Linked DNA regions of Mus musculus: region 2 is linked to region 1. A link is a contact called in public Hi-C data. All regions are on one chromosome and are shown on one strand. Each heading gives the region's core, a stretch centred on a gene start, on an enhancer-like site or on the middle of the called end of the contact. The rest is flanking DNA. Distances are from core to core; before and after follow the strand shown. Region 1 overlaps Gm32549 (a long non-coding RNA gene). Region 2 has its middle 21 kb from the start of Gm32930.

Region 1 (7,891 bases), core at 2,584-5,083:
AGTTCGAGGCCAGCCTGGTCTACAGAGTGAGTTCCGCAATAGCCAGGGCTACACAAAGAAACCCAATCTCGAAAAACAAAACAAAACAAAACAAAACACAACACAACACAACACAACACACAACTTGAGAGCTGGGGAAAACACTCAGTTGGTTAAGTGCAAGCATGAGGGCCCACATTCCATTCCCCAGAACCCATGGTAACTGTAATCTCAGTGCGAGGAGGGTGGACAAGGCTGGATCTGGGGGTTCAGCCTGGACTACTTGGAGAGTTACAGGCTAAGAAGACTGTTTTAATAAACAAGATGGATGATGTCTGGGGAATAGCAGCCTAGGTTGGCCCCTGTGTGCTATGTGCACATGTATGTACACACAAGTACACACATACCAACATGAACATGCATATGTGCACATATGTACACACGAGAGAGAGAGAGAGAGAGAGAGAGAGAGAGAGAGAGAGAGAGAACGCTCAGGGACATTACATAATTCTATAATTTGGATCTTGAATGTCTCCCAAAGGCTCATGGGTTGAAGACTTGGTCACATGACTGTAGGGCTATTTGGAGGCTGTGAGCTTTTAAGAGGCAGTGGAAAGAAATCAGGTCTCTGGGGGACATGCCCTTGACGGAGTTTCCTCTCTCCTTAATTTTCCAGCTATCACAAGGGAAGAATTGTGTCCCCCAACTCACCCCTGCCATGACGTATAGCTGTCACAGGCCTAAAGTGGCAGATATAAATGTCATGAGCTGAAACTCCTCAGGCTGTGCCTAAGAAATCTTTCCTCTGGTTGACGGTCTCGGAAATTTTGTCACGGTGATGAAAGCCGATAAGCTCCCATAGCTTGTCCAAGGTTTCACCATGAGGAAGTTGGAGTACTGGGATTTGAACTCGAGCAGTGGCTCTGTAATTCACATTCCCAAGCCCTAGGAAATCTGGGAAATTAAAGCGTTTCCATGCAAGCACAGCAAGGGTTAAGCTAGAGCCTGGCCTGGGTCTTTTCCTCCATCCACATGGGTGTATAAGTGGGTGACAATTGGGATAGGCTGGTGGCTGAGTGTGTATGCACCTGCCCCAAGCTGTCCCCTGCGGGGGCTGACTGGAGCACTTCAGCTTTCCCAGGGGAAGACACCCTGTGGTCACTGCACCTGCCTGTCCAGCACTGACCACCATGACCATAGGTCCTAGATGAGTCCCTGTTCGACTTGCCCCCTCCCTTCATTTCTCTGCTCCAACAGAAACCTGTCACCTCTGGGACAAATATGTCCCCAGGGACTCATTTGAATCAGCCAGCTAGTGGCTAAAGTTCTCACTGTGTGCCTTAGAGTTCCTTTTATCCAGCTTCTGGCTTGCTGATTCTTGGTTGGGTGACATTAAGCAAGTTTCCCCCTCCCCCCCCCTCTTCCCCTCCCTCCCAATCCCCTTCCCTTTCCTCCCTTTTCCTCCTCCTCTTCTTCCCTCTCCTCTTCTTCCCGCTCCTCTTCTTCTCTTCTTTCCTTTCCTTCCCTTCCCTTCCCCCCTCTTTCTTCTTTCTTTCTTTCCTTCTTTCTTTCTTTCTTTCTTTCTTTCTTTCTTTCTTTCTTTCTTTCTTTCTTTCTTTCTTTCTTTCTTTCTTAGACATTTGCTCAGACCTCCTCACCAGCTAGGCTAGGCTGATTGGCCAGCCTTTCCCCCCTCTGCTCACTGCTGGAATTCTGAGAGTATGCAACCAACCACACCCCTCGTTTTCTTGGGAGTTCAGGGGCTTGAACTCATGTCCTCACACTTGCAGGGTAACTCTTTACTGACCACTTCCCCAGCCCATGAGCAAATTTCTTAATGTCTCTGAGCCTCTGTGTCCTCATCTCTAAAATGGGGATGATCCAGGGACCTCCATAAGACGAATGGAAGGCTTCTAGGACTCTGTACATGGAAAGGACTGAGAGAGGCACCTGCTACTTGGTCCCCCTCCTTACTGTTCATGCACAGAGAGTCCTGGCAGGCAAGTTTAGTTATTTGTCTGTTCCCCTTACAAGGGCGTGGACCAGCTGGTACTCCTTTGCTAGGGCCTGACTCGGCCCGGGAGTGTTGCTAAGGTTGGTCAAGGCTGACCAGCATCCGAATGAGGGAGTTTTAATTTTCTCCGGGTCAGAGAGAGCTGTGCTTCCAGGGAGTGGACTCTAGGTCCTTGGTCTCAGGGGTGGGCTCAGGCTGACTGGCCTAAGCCAGGGATGCAAAGTAGGGCAGGCGTCCCCAGGGGGGTTGCCGTGGCAACAAGGAAGTTCTAATCAGTGGAGACTCCCAGGGTTGGCTGGATGCTTGCTTCGGTGGGGGACACAGCCTGGTGTGTCTAAGGCGTTGGGGACCTCAGTGATCTCTCTGTAAAGCCGGGGCTGGGCTTTCAGTTCCCTGTCCTAAGTAAAAGGGCTTATGGGTGGGACAGCTGCTTGCAGCTGCAGAGGGGTCATGTGATGAGGCTGTATTGTGGCTATCTTCCCACAAACATTGCGGTGACATAGGACAAGGGCTGTAGGGGGTAAAATGTACACAGGTTTCTAAGCCTCTCCCGGCTCTATCTACCATATCAACCCCTCCCAGGGGTGTGGCCAGGCGTCTTAGGTTTTAGGAAGAACGTCAGCGTTCTGGTGATTGGCCAAGCTTGGGGACTTATGGGTCCATCACTTAGTGTAACCCCTGGGGCCTGTCACAAAAGCCCCCTGAGAGTTGAGTCTGGAGAAGGATGCACTCTGATTTCTTGAGCCACTTCTTTGTCATCAGCTTCTCCATGTTAGCTCATGGTGTCACTGGCTGGCTTCTCCTGGGGGCTGAAGGTCTCAGCCCTCACTTCTGGGTCCTAGTCGAGATCTGGGTAGCCGGTGATGAGCAAGGGCTACCCTGGCTTTGCAGCTTGGCCCAGGTCTTAGTACCTCTCAGAGAAGTATCTTCACTTCAAAAACAGTCAGCTGGGTGTGGGGACCTTTAATCCCAGCACTCAGGAGGCAGAGGTAGGCAGATCTCTGAGTTCCAGGCCAGCCTGGTCTACAGAGTGAGTTCCAGGCCAGCCTGGTCTACAGAGGGTTCTCTAGTTCATTTTCCTCCCTACTCTCTCTTTCCCTCCCTCCCTTCTTCCCCCCTCTCTCTCTTCCTTTCTCCCTCCCCCCTTTTCTTCCCTCCCTCTCCCCCATCCCTCCCTCCCCACTTTTCTTTCTTAGTGTGTGTACATGTGCCATGACATTCACGAGGAGATCAGAAGGCAGCTGTGGGAGCTGCTTTTCTCCTTTCACCAAGTGTGTGGGGCATCTCAGGATTAAACTCATGTCCTCAGGCTTCGTGGCAGAAGCCTTCACCTGCCGAGCCATCTTTCTGAGCACCAACTGTCTCCATAGAAAGGTCCCAAGGCCCCATTTCATGGAGGCATGGGTTTGTAAGACCATAGAGCAGTAGAGCCAATTTGAATTCCAGCTCTCCTTGGTAGAGCTGTGTAGCCCTAGGCTCGTGACATAACCTCTCTGAACTTTGGCTTCCTCATATGCAATACCAGGGAGATGGATCTTAGTGGCCTGGGGTAGCCATGAAGAGTATGAGGACAGTCACAAACCACAGAGTGGGCTCTGTGCTGTGCTGAAGGCAGGCAGGGGGCCTGAGAGGCGGGCATCCCGAGCCTCAGCACTGTGGAGAGGATGACAGTTCTGCCTTCATATCCTGAAGCAGCCTCACACTGCAGGAGGAGCTGAGAGGCCTCTGGTGTTTGGTTGCCTGGTTTCTGCTGAGTCGGAAGGAGCTGGGAGCTGGGAAGTGACAGTCTGCGGCAGCCAGGGGCCGTGTGGGACACATTCTTTGCTGAAAGCCAGTTTCCATCTTGTTATCTTAATGGCTCCTTACAACAGCTCTGGTAATTGTCAGCTCGCTGTTCAGATAGATGGGAGCCCCGAGACTGAGTTAACTGCTCAAGGTCACTCAGCATAGCAGCTTTGACAGGGAGGCCTAGCCAGACACCAGGCCAAGTGTCTGTGTCTCTAACAGATGGTGACAAGCCTTCCCAGAATCTGCCCACCTTTGTCTACCTTAACTTCTGCCTGCTGCAGTCTCAGTCTCTTGGTCCTGAAGAGCTCTGACTCTGAGCCAGATGTCTAGGTTCAAATCCTTCCCAAGTCTGTGAGCTTAACGTGCCTGGGTTCTCCGTTGGTCAAATGGGGGAGGCGATACTTGCGTCTACTCTGAAGTAATGTTTGGGAGAGTCATGCAGCCCATTAGTGTATACCCCGACCTGGGCCTCAGTTGTTCCATACGCTAAATCGGTGTTGTTGACTGAGCACGTATTTGGAGTGGTTAAGAGTTTGGTTTACTATCCATAGCAACCAATGAGCTTGGGGGTTTTAGTCCCATTCTCCAGATGAAGAAACTGAGACCAGAGAAGTGAATTGACATACCAAAAGCATCCTGGCTATAACGGGCAGGATGGTGCAGTCCATACTCAGCTCTGACTTTCACTTGCAACCCATGACTTCCACCTCCTCCCCTCCCATCTTTGAGTGACACTCCAGGGACTCCACTAGCCTGGGACATTGGAGTCCCTGCCCTATACAGAAGAGGTAGACCCCGTGCCTACTTGTAGGCTCCAGTCCTATCTGGGGTTCTTTTCGTTCTCAGACTGTGGCAGGCCCTAACTGGTCCCAGACTCTGAGCGCTGAAGGAGAAGTGTGTTTCCTCTGTGAGGCCTCTCTCCAGCCTCACTCTGTTCCCGGCCTGCCACTTTAGCCAGCAGCAGCAGTGGGTTACATAATGAGCAGCAGGTTACATAAGGGTGAACTAGGCCCTGGTGGGGACTGGGAACAGAGTGGTCCTCACCATCTAGCAGAGCGCCAGGCTCCCACACCCACGGTGCTCAGCTGTCCACCCGGGCCCAGAACTGGGGCTGGGCCTGGTATGATTACAGAGCATAAACGTTGCTTGCCTGGTGTGGCATAGCCCGGTCAGGGCCAAGAGCCCCAGTGTGGTCCTTGCTCTTCATGTCTTGATGAATCCCGTTCATTTCTGGACCTGTTTCCCTTTCTAGAAATCAAAGGCTAGTCTGGAGCTGTCCAGCACCCCTCCCAGCTCCAGGGACATAGGGCTTTTGTTTTGGAGAGGAGACTCACATCTCTAGGTTCTGGCTCACTCTCTGGACATTGTCCTCTCTGGGTCCACTTACCCAGGATGGAATCCAGTGTCAACCCCACTGGTACAGGAGGAGGTTAGGGGGTTCTGGAGGTTGGCAGGAAAGAGGATTGGGACTTCTCATTTCCTCAACTCCAGTCGCACCTGGATATGCTTAGCAGGCATTCATCATCTTAATATTCATGACACTGAGGCTGCCACTGGCTGAGCACTTCCTCCAGCCGGGTGCTGCAGGCTCCGTTCCAACTCCCAAGAAAACCCTATGAAACCCGTACTGTCCCTGTCCCCATTTAATAAATAATGCTCAGAGAGGGCAAGCGGCCTACCCAAACTCACACAGCCAATTCCTAGCCGGGCACTAGATTTCAGGCTTGTCATGCTTTGGGGACAGGAGAAATGGGGATAGCCAGATGGTCTCAACAATGTGTTGTGGTCTGAGCTCTGAGGAGTGTCCGTCCCCCTCACTAGCCGCCTCCGGGCCCCCTCTGGACTCACCCCCCCCCCACTGTGTTCCCTTTGTGCCACCCACAGTGGCCAAGGAAGCATCTGCAGGGTGGGCAGCACAGCCTGTGGGTTGAGTGGGCAGCTGGCACAGAGGGTCCTTAGGCACTCGTATTGTATTTTTAAACCCCAGCTCTGGCCAGCCCCTGCAGTTGGCTCAGGCAGGCTGAGGCTTCTCCTTTGGGCCTCTGAGGAGGAGGCTGGGCCACTGCTGCCTATGCTGGAGTCTCCCATCATGTCAGCATTTGTATGTGGGGTTTTGGGGGGTGGTGCTCAGCCTTGGACTGAAGTGATGTCTGGGGGTACCTGGGGCCCTAGCAGTCCAAGCCACTCATGGAAGAAGCCTCAGGCAGGTCTCGGGCTACAGCTCAGGCGGAGAAAAGCAGGATGTGATTAGCATTGGGTGGGAGAGGAGAGGGAAGGAGGGCTGGGCAGAGGCAGAGGTGTCCTGGGAGAGGTGGGAGGCCCTGAGGGAGCATAAAAGCCATTCTTAGATGGGAGGGAGGAGGTGAGTTAGCAGCAGAATGAGGACTCGAACTCAGAGCTCCTGGCGCCCAAGAGCTATTGTGGACCAACTTCTTTTCCATCCTGGCCCCAGGGCAGTGTTATTCTTGGGGGCTCTATTCTTGGGTAGGGGCTTTGCCTGCACTGTTAGAAGGTTGAGAATGAGGAAGAGGAGGGGGAGGAAGAAGGAGGATTCAGTAGAGGAGGAGCAGGGAGGAGGGAGTGGAAGAGGTAAGGGAAACCACAGGAGGTGGAGGAGGGGGAGGTAGGGCCCTGTGTCCTCCTTTGCCACCACAGGAGTTTTCAAGAAGGAACTGGATCAGATTTCATTGCAAAGGCCACCTAATGGTGGAGGAGAAACTGGAGTCTTGGGGTAACAGTGGGAGTGTTCCCTTCTAAACTGGGAGTGCTCCCTTCTAGACTTGGAGTGCTCTCTTCTAAACTGGGAGTGCTCCCTTCTAGACCGGGAGTGCTCCCTTCTAAACCGGGACTGCTCCCTTCTAAACCGGGAGTGCTCCCTTCTAGACTGGGAGTGCTCCCCTCTAAACCAGGAACATCTGCCAATTCTCCTTCTCAATCCAGAGTTGTGATGGTGCTGAAAATTAAAGGGTTGGGAAATGTTTGCGGGAGAAACACCATGAAATGAAAGTCGGGTACAGTGCATGGGATCCCTGGCCTTCGCCCCAAGATGGATGCTGTCAGGGGGTATGACTGTCTTTACCACACTGTGTAAATCATTAGCACTTAGTACTCATTTTAAGCCTTGAGCAGGGAGCGGCACACCCTTTCTGCTAACTTTACAATGACCTGTTTTGTTTTTGTTTTTAAAGAAGTTCTTTTATTTCTAATCATATAAATCTAATTTAGAATTATTTTTAACAACCTTGCCTATGCGTGTATCTGTGTATGGGTATGTTGTGTGAGTGCAGATGCCTGTGGACTCCAGTACTGGTCATCTGATGCCCCGGATCTAGAATTACAGGTGGCGTGAGCAACCTGATCTGGCGGCTGGCAATGCGGCTCCTCTTCTTTTAGAGTCTTCACCTGACCACTGAGCCATTTCTCCAGCCCCACAAGGGCCCATTTTTCTGTTGAGGCTGTGGAGACTCAGAGAGATTAAATGTAATACAGATAAGTGGTTGAACCTGGGTGCCTTCAGAGCTCAGCACTTAGGCTGCTCCTGGCGGCTCCACCCACGGTGACAAGGGCTTGATGGACACTGAGTAGGAAGACAGGCAAGTGGGAGCTGTGCACAGCGAGGCTGTCAGTCTCCTTCTCTGGTCTCTCCCAGGACTTGCCTGAGGGAGCTCCAGAACCTTCCAGGCCCCTCATTTCCACTTGTCCTAGCCTTCAACGTCAGAGACATAATACTCTCGTTCTCGACTCAGATTCTTCCACTGCCTCTACTGCCTTTGGGCCAAGTCCAAGCTTCACAGCTTATCCCGAGGGTCTTTCCCCGATGCACCCCTTCCTCTATGCCTCCATCCCTCCATCTCCTCATCTCTCCATCTCTCTGTCCCTCCATCCCTCCATCCCTCCATCTCTCCTCCCCTCCCCATAGCACAGCACTCCCAAAAAAGGGGGGAGGGGAGGAGCGGGGAGGAGAGAGAGCATCAAAGGAGGTCCAAAGATGACTTGAGAGCAGAAAAAGGAGATTTAAAAACAGATGGATGGACCTAATGGTATGGCAGTATGGAGCTTTTGCTTGGATAAATATTTGGTTCTACTTTATTGTTGAGTAGTATTCCATAG
Region 2 (7,891 bases), core at 2,059-4,558, 320 kb after region 1:
TTGATGACACAGGACTGAAGGGGTCATGCAAAGAAGTTGATACTTGGCCCCATGAAGAGAGCCTATGAGAGGCTATTGTTAAAGCCAAGTTACAGTGGAAGACAGCAGCATTTTGGAGATGCCAGCACCATGAGATGACTACCAAGAACAGCAGCAGCAGTGGAATACAGGCGGCAGGAGCGTAGAAGACCTGTGTGCTACAAAGGGCATGGCTGGAGAAGTGACCCAAGCCCTTGGAGGAGCCCAGAAGATCGTGAGTTGGATCCCAGACATTGGATGGTTGGAGATTGGTTTTTTCCCTGATATTTTTCCCTCTTGAAGGAAGTTTTTTTAGTGAAGCCCACAGTTAAGAGACTTTGAATTTTAAAGTACTTTGAATTTTAAGAGATACTGGATATTCTAAAGGGATTGAACTTTTAATATGTCAAGACTGTGGAACTTTTAAAGTTATTTAGATCTTGGGGATGAATAAGAACTAAGGGTTGAAGCTTCCTAGTGATGTGTTTGTGTGTCAAGTTGACAAGGGGTCAATTGTATTGGCTAATTTTGTGTCAACTTGACACAAGCTGGAGTTATCACAGAGCAAGGAGCTTCAGTTGGGGAAATGCCTCCACAAGATCCAACTGTAAGGCATTTTCTCAACTAGTGATCAAGTGCAGAGGTCTCCTTGTGGGTGGTGCCATGAGAGCAGGCTGAGCAAGCCAGGGGAAGCAAGCCAGTTAAGAGACATGCATCAGTTCCTGCTTCTGACCTGCTTGAGTTCCAGTCCTGACTTCCTTGGTGATGAACAGCAGTGTGGAAGTGTAAGCGGAATAAACCCTTTCCTCCCCAACTGCTTCTTGGTGGTGATGTTTGTGCAGGAATAGAAGCCCTGACTAAGACACACCCACTACCTCCTGGGTGCTGAGGTGCTGGGTGCTGAGTGAGGTGCTGGGTGCTGAGGGTCTAAACTCAGATCTCCAGGCTTATACAGAGAGTCATTTCCTCACCACAGATATAAGATCTTTGCATATGTTTTTAAGTGTGTCTACATACATGCATGTTACATGATGGGCCTATATACCGATATACACTTCTAACTGGCTTATAGATATGTAATCATTCACTCAGATTGAGACTATGTGGATCAAAATAATTAATACAAGCTTTTGAACTCACATGACTTTAGCAAGTTATTGATAAATACGATAGCTTTAAATATTTTGGTAAAATGGAAAGCATTGGCAGCCTGGTAATTGTAAGCATGTATTTTTGCCTGGGTTTGCCATCAGGAATATTCATATTTCTCTACTAGATATTTAAGATCATAAGCATGTAAGTTGGACCTAGAAACAACATCTGTTGCTTCCCGTGTGACAAGCCCAGCAGTTTAACTTTTTATGTCTGTCCTTGACCCTAGGATAACTGTGAATGGTGTAGCTTGCCTACTGTCTCTGGTTTCAGAAGAAGCCTAGGTATAACTGTTAAAAATAAATAAAATGTTAGTCTGACACGGTGGCCCACACTTTTAATCCCAGCACTCAAGAGGCAGAGGCAGGTGCATCTCTGAATTGGAGGCCAGCCTGGTCTACAGAGTGAGTTCCAGGACAGCCAGGATTATACAGAGATATCCTGTCTCAGGGGTCAGGGTAGGGAGTCATTCCCACTCTATCAGCCAGATAGAGTCTAGACTCAGCCTGGCAGAAGGGCCTCTGGGCATGTCTGTGAAGATTATCTTGACTCAACGAATTGATGCCATGAGTCCCATTCACGCTGTTGTGGTTGGCACTACGCCCTGGACTAGGGGCCCTAAAGTCGTTAAAAGAGAAAAGGAACGGAGGCCTGGGGAGCAGTCTTTACTCTCTTCTGTGGTTGCAAACAACCAGGTACCTCACCTTCCTGCTACCTCAACTTCCCACCACCACGGGCTTACCTTGAACTGTGAGCCAGGACAAATGCTATCTCTCCTCAGTTGCTTCTGTCCGGGTGTTTTGTCATGGCAAACTGAGAAGAAACTAAGCCAGCCCCCGAGATGCGAACCTGCTGAGTTCCGTTACACTGGAATTACAGGCGTGCTCTCTCATGCCCGGCAGGCTGGCCTCTGTCAATAACTACGTTCTTTATAATTAGTGTTTATACTCATGGGTTTTCTGGCGGATCCTTGCCCTTTCCTTGTACAGCTGACACTTTCTTTTATGTGGCGGGACTGAATTGGACATTCTGTGCTGTCTGGTAAATGTCCTATCGTCTGGTGACTGTCACTCTGGGTAGGGGACAGAAAAGTGATAAACCTCCCATTCCACCATCCCCTTTGCTGCCACCATAAGGAGCTACTCTGTTCAGCACCTTGTCACCAAGCACCTGAAGAGGCAGCACTGGCTACGACCCTCACCCTGAGGTGTGGCCTGCCATTCTGGGTGTCCCCCGGTAGGTAGAAGGACTGGAGAAGAGGAAGGAAAGGACTCTGAGGGCAGGAGACTGCCTGCATTGGTTTTCACCCTTTCTCACCAGATAGTGATTCGGGATAGCTGTGACTCTGACAGAAATGGAGATCTATTTCCTAGAAAGACATTGAACCCTGCCCTTCAACAACAGTCCCAAGAACTTGAAATCTCCACAGGAGTGTCACACTGAGAGAAGAAAAATTCGAAAGCCTGGTGCCAGCCAGAGGAAGACTCCAACCTCTGACAGCTTGACAGCTCGCCAGCCCACACTGTGGGGTGTTAGAGCAGAGGAGATGGGTGAGTGACGTAGGACCACGCATTGGCCAAGGCCGATTAGTTACCTCTTGCCTCTCTTCAGGTCAAGACCTATGTATGCCGTGTCAAGGAGATGAATTTGGGGTTCATGAGACCTCTGTGTTACTCTTTCCACCATAGCTATGTTGAATACGTCTTTCTTTGTGTTTCTGTTGCTTCTGTTTAATTGGCCTGTTGAGGTCAGGTGGCTGAGCCTGGCTTGTCCGAGCTTCCAAAGCATAGCCTCTGACCCAAAGGGCTCTGGTGACATCATCACACTTCCAGGGCCCAATTATCTCGGAATCAAGGAGCAAACAGAAGGAAAATACAGTGTAGAAAGTCTCCTAGCTAGGCGTAGCAGCTTGAACCTGTAATTCCTACACTCCAGAGGCTGAGGAGGAGCCTGAATTTGAGACTAGCCTGGGCCACATAATGAGAGAGAAGAAAGGAAAAAGAACAGTGTCCTCCGCCCTGCCCACTGTCTGACCCTGCTCTCTGCCTGCTCCAGCACCCACGAGCTCGGCTCCTCACAGCTATACCCTGCTGTCCAGGTTGCCCCAGCTTCCCACAAGGCTTGGCAAAGGCTCTTTTCTCACTCCCTCAGATCCAGGCTCCTCTCTCAGCTGTCACTCTGCCAGACTGGTTTTGGCAAAGGAGCTGTGAGTCTCTGCTAATTTTCAGTCTCGGCACAAAAGTGGGAGGGGACGTACGGTGCAGGATCCTGTGTATAATTTAGAAGCACACACAGAGTTGCATAAACACTGAGTCCTTTTCAAGGCACCATGCATCTAAATAAACATAGAGAGCGGCTTCAGTGGTGGATGCAGGATGGGAGGGAAAATTTAATGCAACAAACCGAGGCAGTGTCTTCCCCCGGCCAGTGATAGGTTGCGGCATGCTGTGAGGGGAGACCACTGGCAGGGAGGGCTAAAGATCGATCGGCCAGCTAGGTGTTTAAAGGCCAGGTAGATGACTCAATAAGTAAAGGTGTATGATGGCTTGTATATGCTTGGCCCAGGGAGTGGCACTACTAGGAAGTGTGGCCTTGTTGGAGTGGGTGTGGCCTTGTTGGAGTGGGTGTGGCCTTGGAGTGAGTGTGGCCTTCTTAGAGGACACATGTCAATGTGGGCATGAGCTTTAATACCCTTGACCTAGCTGCCCGGAAGCCAGTCTTCTCTTATCGGCCTTCAGATGAAAACGTAGAACTTTCAAATCCTTCTACACCATGCCTGCCTGGATGCTGCCACGCTTCTGCCTTGATGATAATGGACTGAATCTCTGAACCTGTAAGCCAGCTCCAGTTAAATATTGTTCTTAGAAGAGTTGCCTTGGTCATGGTGTCTGTTCACAGGAGTAAAACCCTAAGACAGAAGTTGGTACCAGGAGTAGGGTATTGCTGTGATAGGCCTGACTGGTTTTGTTTGGAAGAATGTGGATTTGGGGACTCTGGATTTGGAAAGCAGTAGAATGCTTTAAGTGGGGCTTAATGGGCTATTCTAAATAGGAATATGGAAGACTTTGTTGCTGTGAATGATTTGAACTGTGAGGACCTGGCCCAAGAGATTTCACTGGAGAAAAACTTCAGTATGTGGCCTAGAGGCTGTTTTTGTGGTATATTGGTGAAGAATGTGGCTGCTTTTTGCCCTTGTCTGAAGAGTCTACCTGAGGCCAAGATAAAGAAATGTATATTAATTGCATGGGCAAAGGAAGTCTCAAAAAAGCCCAGCAGAGACTTTTTTCTCTGATTTAGTCTTATAAAGAACGTTTTAATGAAAAGGAGAAAGCTGAGAAAGGAAAAATATAAAATATATGGTTCAATCCATTAGCTAATGGATGGATCACAGGGCTCCCAATGGAGGAGCTAGAGAAAGTACCCAAGGAGCTAAAGGGATCTGCAACCCTATAGGTGGATCAACATTATGAACTAACCAGTACCCCGGAGCTCTTGACTCTAGCTGCATATATATCAAAAGATGGCCTAGTCGGCCATCACTGGAAAGAGAGGCCCATTGGACACGCAAACTTTATATGCCCCAGAACAGGGAAACGCCAGGGCCAAAAAGGGGGAGTGGGCAGGTAGGGGAGTGGGGGTGGGTGGGTATGGGGGACTTTTGGTATAGCATTGGAAATGTAAATGAGCTAAATACCTAATAAAAAATGGAAAGGAAAAAAAATAAAAATATATATATATATATGGTTCAAGTAATAAAAGGACACCAGGAAGTGAAATGGAGCTGAATCCCGTATTTAAGGAGATAAAGAGATTAAGAGAGGGGCTGGTGAGATGGCTCAGTGGGTAAGAGCACCCGACTGTTCTTCCGAAGGTCCAGAGTTCAAATCCCAGCAACCACATGGTGGCTCACAACCATCCGTAACGAGATCTGACTCCCTCTTCTGGAGTGTGTGAAGACAGCTTCAGTGTATTTACATAAAATAATAAATAAATCTTTAAAAAAAAAAAAGAGATTAAGAGAGTGGTGATCTCAGGGCAAGATCCCACCCAAGTAAGCTTATTGTTTGTGTTTGTAGTTGAACAAGGAATAGTTTGGAATTTTAATATGGAATAAATTACAATCCCAAAATGGAGGGCACACTTGTGATCCAGATCTTGAAGCTGGAAGACACAGGCTTTTTGATCTGGATCCTGAGGAACTGTGACCATGAACAGCTTAGATGCAGCCAAGGAACTGTGACCATGAACAGCTTCAATGCACCATTAATCCCAGAAGAGTGAGGCAAGCAGATCTCTGAGATCAAGGCCAGCCTGGGACAGAGCAAATTCTAGGAGAAGAAAAGCTTAAGTCCAGAGGTCTTCCATTGGTACATGCCAATTCAGGAGACAGAGCCATGCAGATCTCTGAGTACAAAGTCAATCTACAGAGCAAGTTCTGGAACAGTCAAGCTTAGGCAGTGAAGGAGTTAGAAAATAGAAAGCTGGTAATAGAATGGGGGTGGAGGGTGTTCCAGCCCTAGCAAGCAGCAGAACTCAGCAGCTTCACCCACATGCCTCTGGCTTTAGAGTCAAGAATAGAAGGGACTACTGGGACGATTGATGCTGGTTAGCTGGAGCTAAGAAATTAATGGTGATGAAGAAGAGACCAGCAACATAGATATGAAATCTTCTGGGAAGTGTTTTCTGAGAGCATAAAGAAGCTATGGTTCAAAAGTAGCCAAGGTTGTACCTCATACTGCAGCTGGACTTGGTAATATGTAAGAGTCACCCAGGTGATACTGGTTTTGAAGGTATGAAGGGGTCATGGAGAGCAGTTGAGGCTTGGCATTGTGAGAAGCCAGGGAAAGCTATTACTGAAGGTGCAGTTAGTTGCAGTTGATGGTTGAGTCCTGAAGGGGTCATGAAAAGAAGTTGAGGCTTGGCATCATGAAGAGAGCCTAAGAGAGGCTATAGGTGAAGTGTAGTTGCAGTGGAAGGCCCCAGTGTATTGGAGATGCCAGTACCATGGGATGATCACCAAGAGCAGCAGCAGCAGTGGAATGGAGTCAACCAGAGCCTTGAGTGCTATAGAGCTGGAGAAGTGGCATAAGCTCTTTGGAGGAGCCCAGAAGATCATGTGTGGACCCCAGACAATGGAACAAGAATCTGTGAAGCTGACTTGGAGACTTCAACATGTTAAAAGTGCCAGATCCATATGATACCTGCCGAGGAAAGCTTTGCTGACAGGGGTTGGAAGCATCCCAGGAGAAAGAACTTTGTTTCACTCAACAAAGATGAAAAAGGAGTAGATTTCTGAAGACTGTTTTGACATTAGACATAGAGATGCAGAGTTTGGAGTCTTCCCAGCTGGCTTCCTGACTTGTTTTGGGGATTACAGTTAAGTGATTGGTTGAATCTCAGAAGAGACTTTGAACTTTGGACTTTTAACATTGTTGAGACTGCTATAGACTATGGGGACTTTGGAAGTTGAACTCAATGTACTTTTTTTTATTTTGCTATGGCTAGGTATGGCCTCCATAGACTCATGTGTTTGAACAAGCCTGTGGGGTCCAGGGAGTGGAATGTGATGGTTTGTATATGCTTGGTCCAGGGAGTGGCACCATTAGGAGGTATAGCTTTCTTGGAGGACATGTGCCACTGTAGGCATGCGCTTTAATACCCTCGTCCTAGCTGCCTAGAAGGCAGTCTTCTCCTAGCTGCCTTCAGATGAAGATGTAGAACTCTCAGTTCCTCCTGTGCCACACCTGCCTGGATGCTGCCATGCTTCTGCCTTGATGATAATGGACTTAATATTTGAACTTGTAAGCCAACCCTAAGTCCATATAAGACTTGCCTTGGTCATGGTATCTATTCACAAGGGTAAAACCTAAACTGAGACAAGGTGCCTACCACCCAGCCTGGACCTGAGTTCAATCCCGGGGACTCACATAATAGAAGGGGAGAAACAACTTCTGAAAACTGGCCTCTGGCTTCCACGTCCATGACAGAGCTCGGGGACATGCACACTCACACAAATAAATACATTTAGTAAGACTTTTTTTTTTTAAGAAAATTTCATTTATCCCTAGACTCAGCAACCATCTTTGTAGAAAATGGCTCTAGGCTTGCAGTCACACATAGGCAGAGAAAGACACAATGACACCTGGAGAGTGTCGAAAAGAGTTACAGTCAAACCCAGAACCCTATGGAGCGATGGCTAGTCTCTGAGTGTCTCCTCCCAAAGCAACAGGCTGGGTGGCTGAGGAGATCATACCATCTAGCCAGAGGGAGACTCTGATGTCTCGCTGCCTTCGCAGCTTTGAGCTCACTGGTAACACCATGTCCATTTAACTTCACTCCTGTGCCTAGTTTTAGGACAAAGGCAACCTAGCCACAGGTAGAACCAAGCCAGGTTCACCCACGATGACACGCAGATGGCTTTCCCACCTACAACTTTCTCTCTAACTGCTAATGACACATGAGAGGCTGGAGAAACCCATGTGACAGACCTGGACGTTGTACACAACAGAGACCAACCCTGTGCTACTCAGGCCCACCCCCATCCCCCATTCCACACAGCATCCATGACATACACTACACCGGGTACCCCACTGACTGGCACTGAGACGTGACGTGGTGATATACAAATGACCTGGACTGTGTTCGTAGCTGTCCTGAGACACACGTAGCCCACAGCCCACAGGTTGGATGTCCCTGATACATCTTTGTGGTCTCTCAGGAT

What was found. Hi-C and Micro-C count contacts between places; a contact is called where the count stands out from the background.
Region 2: a contact with region 1 is called in a Hi-C map of cerebral cortex, with 4 times the contacts expected there. The contact joins two enhancer-like sites. A contact is called at or near these places in 4 of 484 Hi-C or Micro-C datasets (cerebral cortex, embryonic stem cells, nephron progenitors and 1 more) and 2 of 115 datasets of contacts at active chromatin or transcription factors (embryonic basal ganglia and forebrain).

The regions. Positions count from the first base shown.
Region 1 is chr4:138,520,193-138,528,083 of GRCm38.p6, forward strand. The region is part of intron 3 of Gm32549 (a long non-coding RNA gene); the gene reads left to right. Among named protein-coding and RNA genes, the nearest start is that of Gm32549, 28 kb to the left of the region's middle. Within about 2 kb of position 3,834, at least 28 of the 459 cell types and tissues checked have an H3K27ac peak or open chromatin away from gene starts, as enhancers often do. A contact at or near this core is called in cerebral cortex, where this site is marked.
Region 2 is chr4:138,838,248-138,846,138 of GRCm38.p6, forward strand. It overlaps a transcript of Pla2g5 not described here. Among named protein-coding and RNA genes, the nearest start is that of Gm32930, 21 kb to the right of the region's middle. Within about 2 kb of position 3,309, at least 18 of the 459 cell types and tissues checked have an H3K27ac peak or open chromatin away from gene starts, as enhancers often do. A contact at or near this core is called in cerebral cortex, where this site is marked.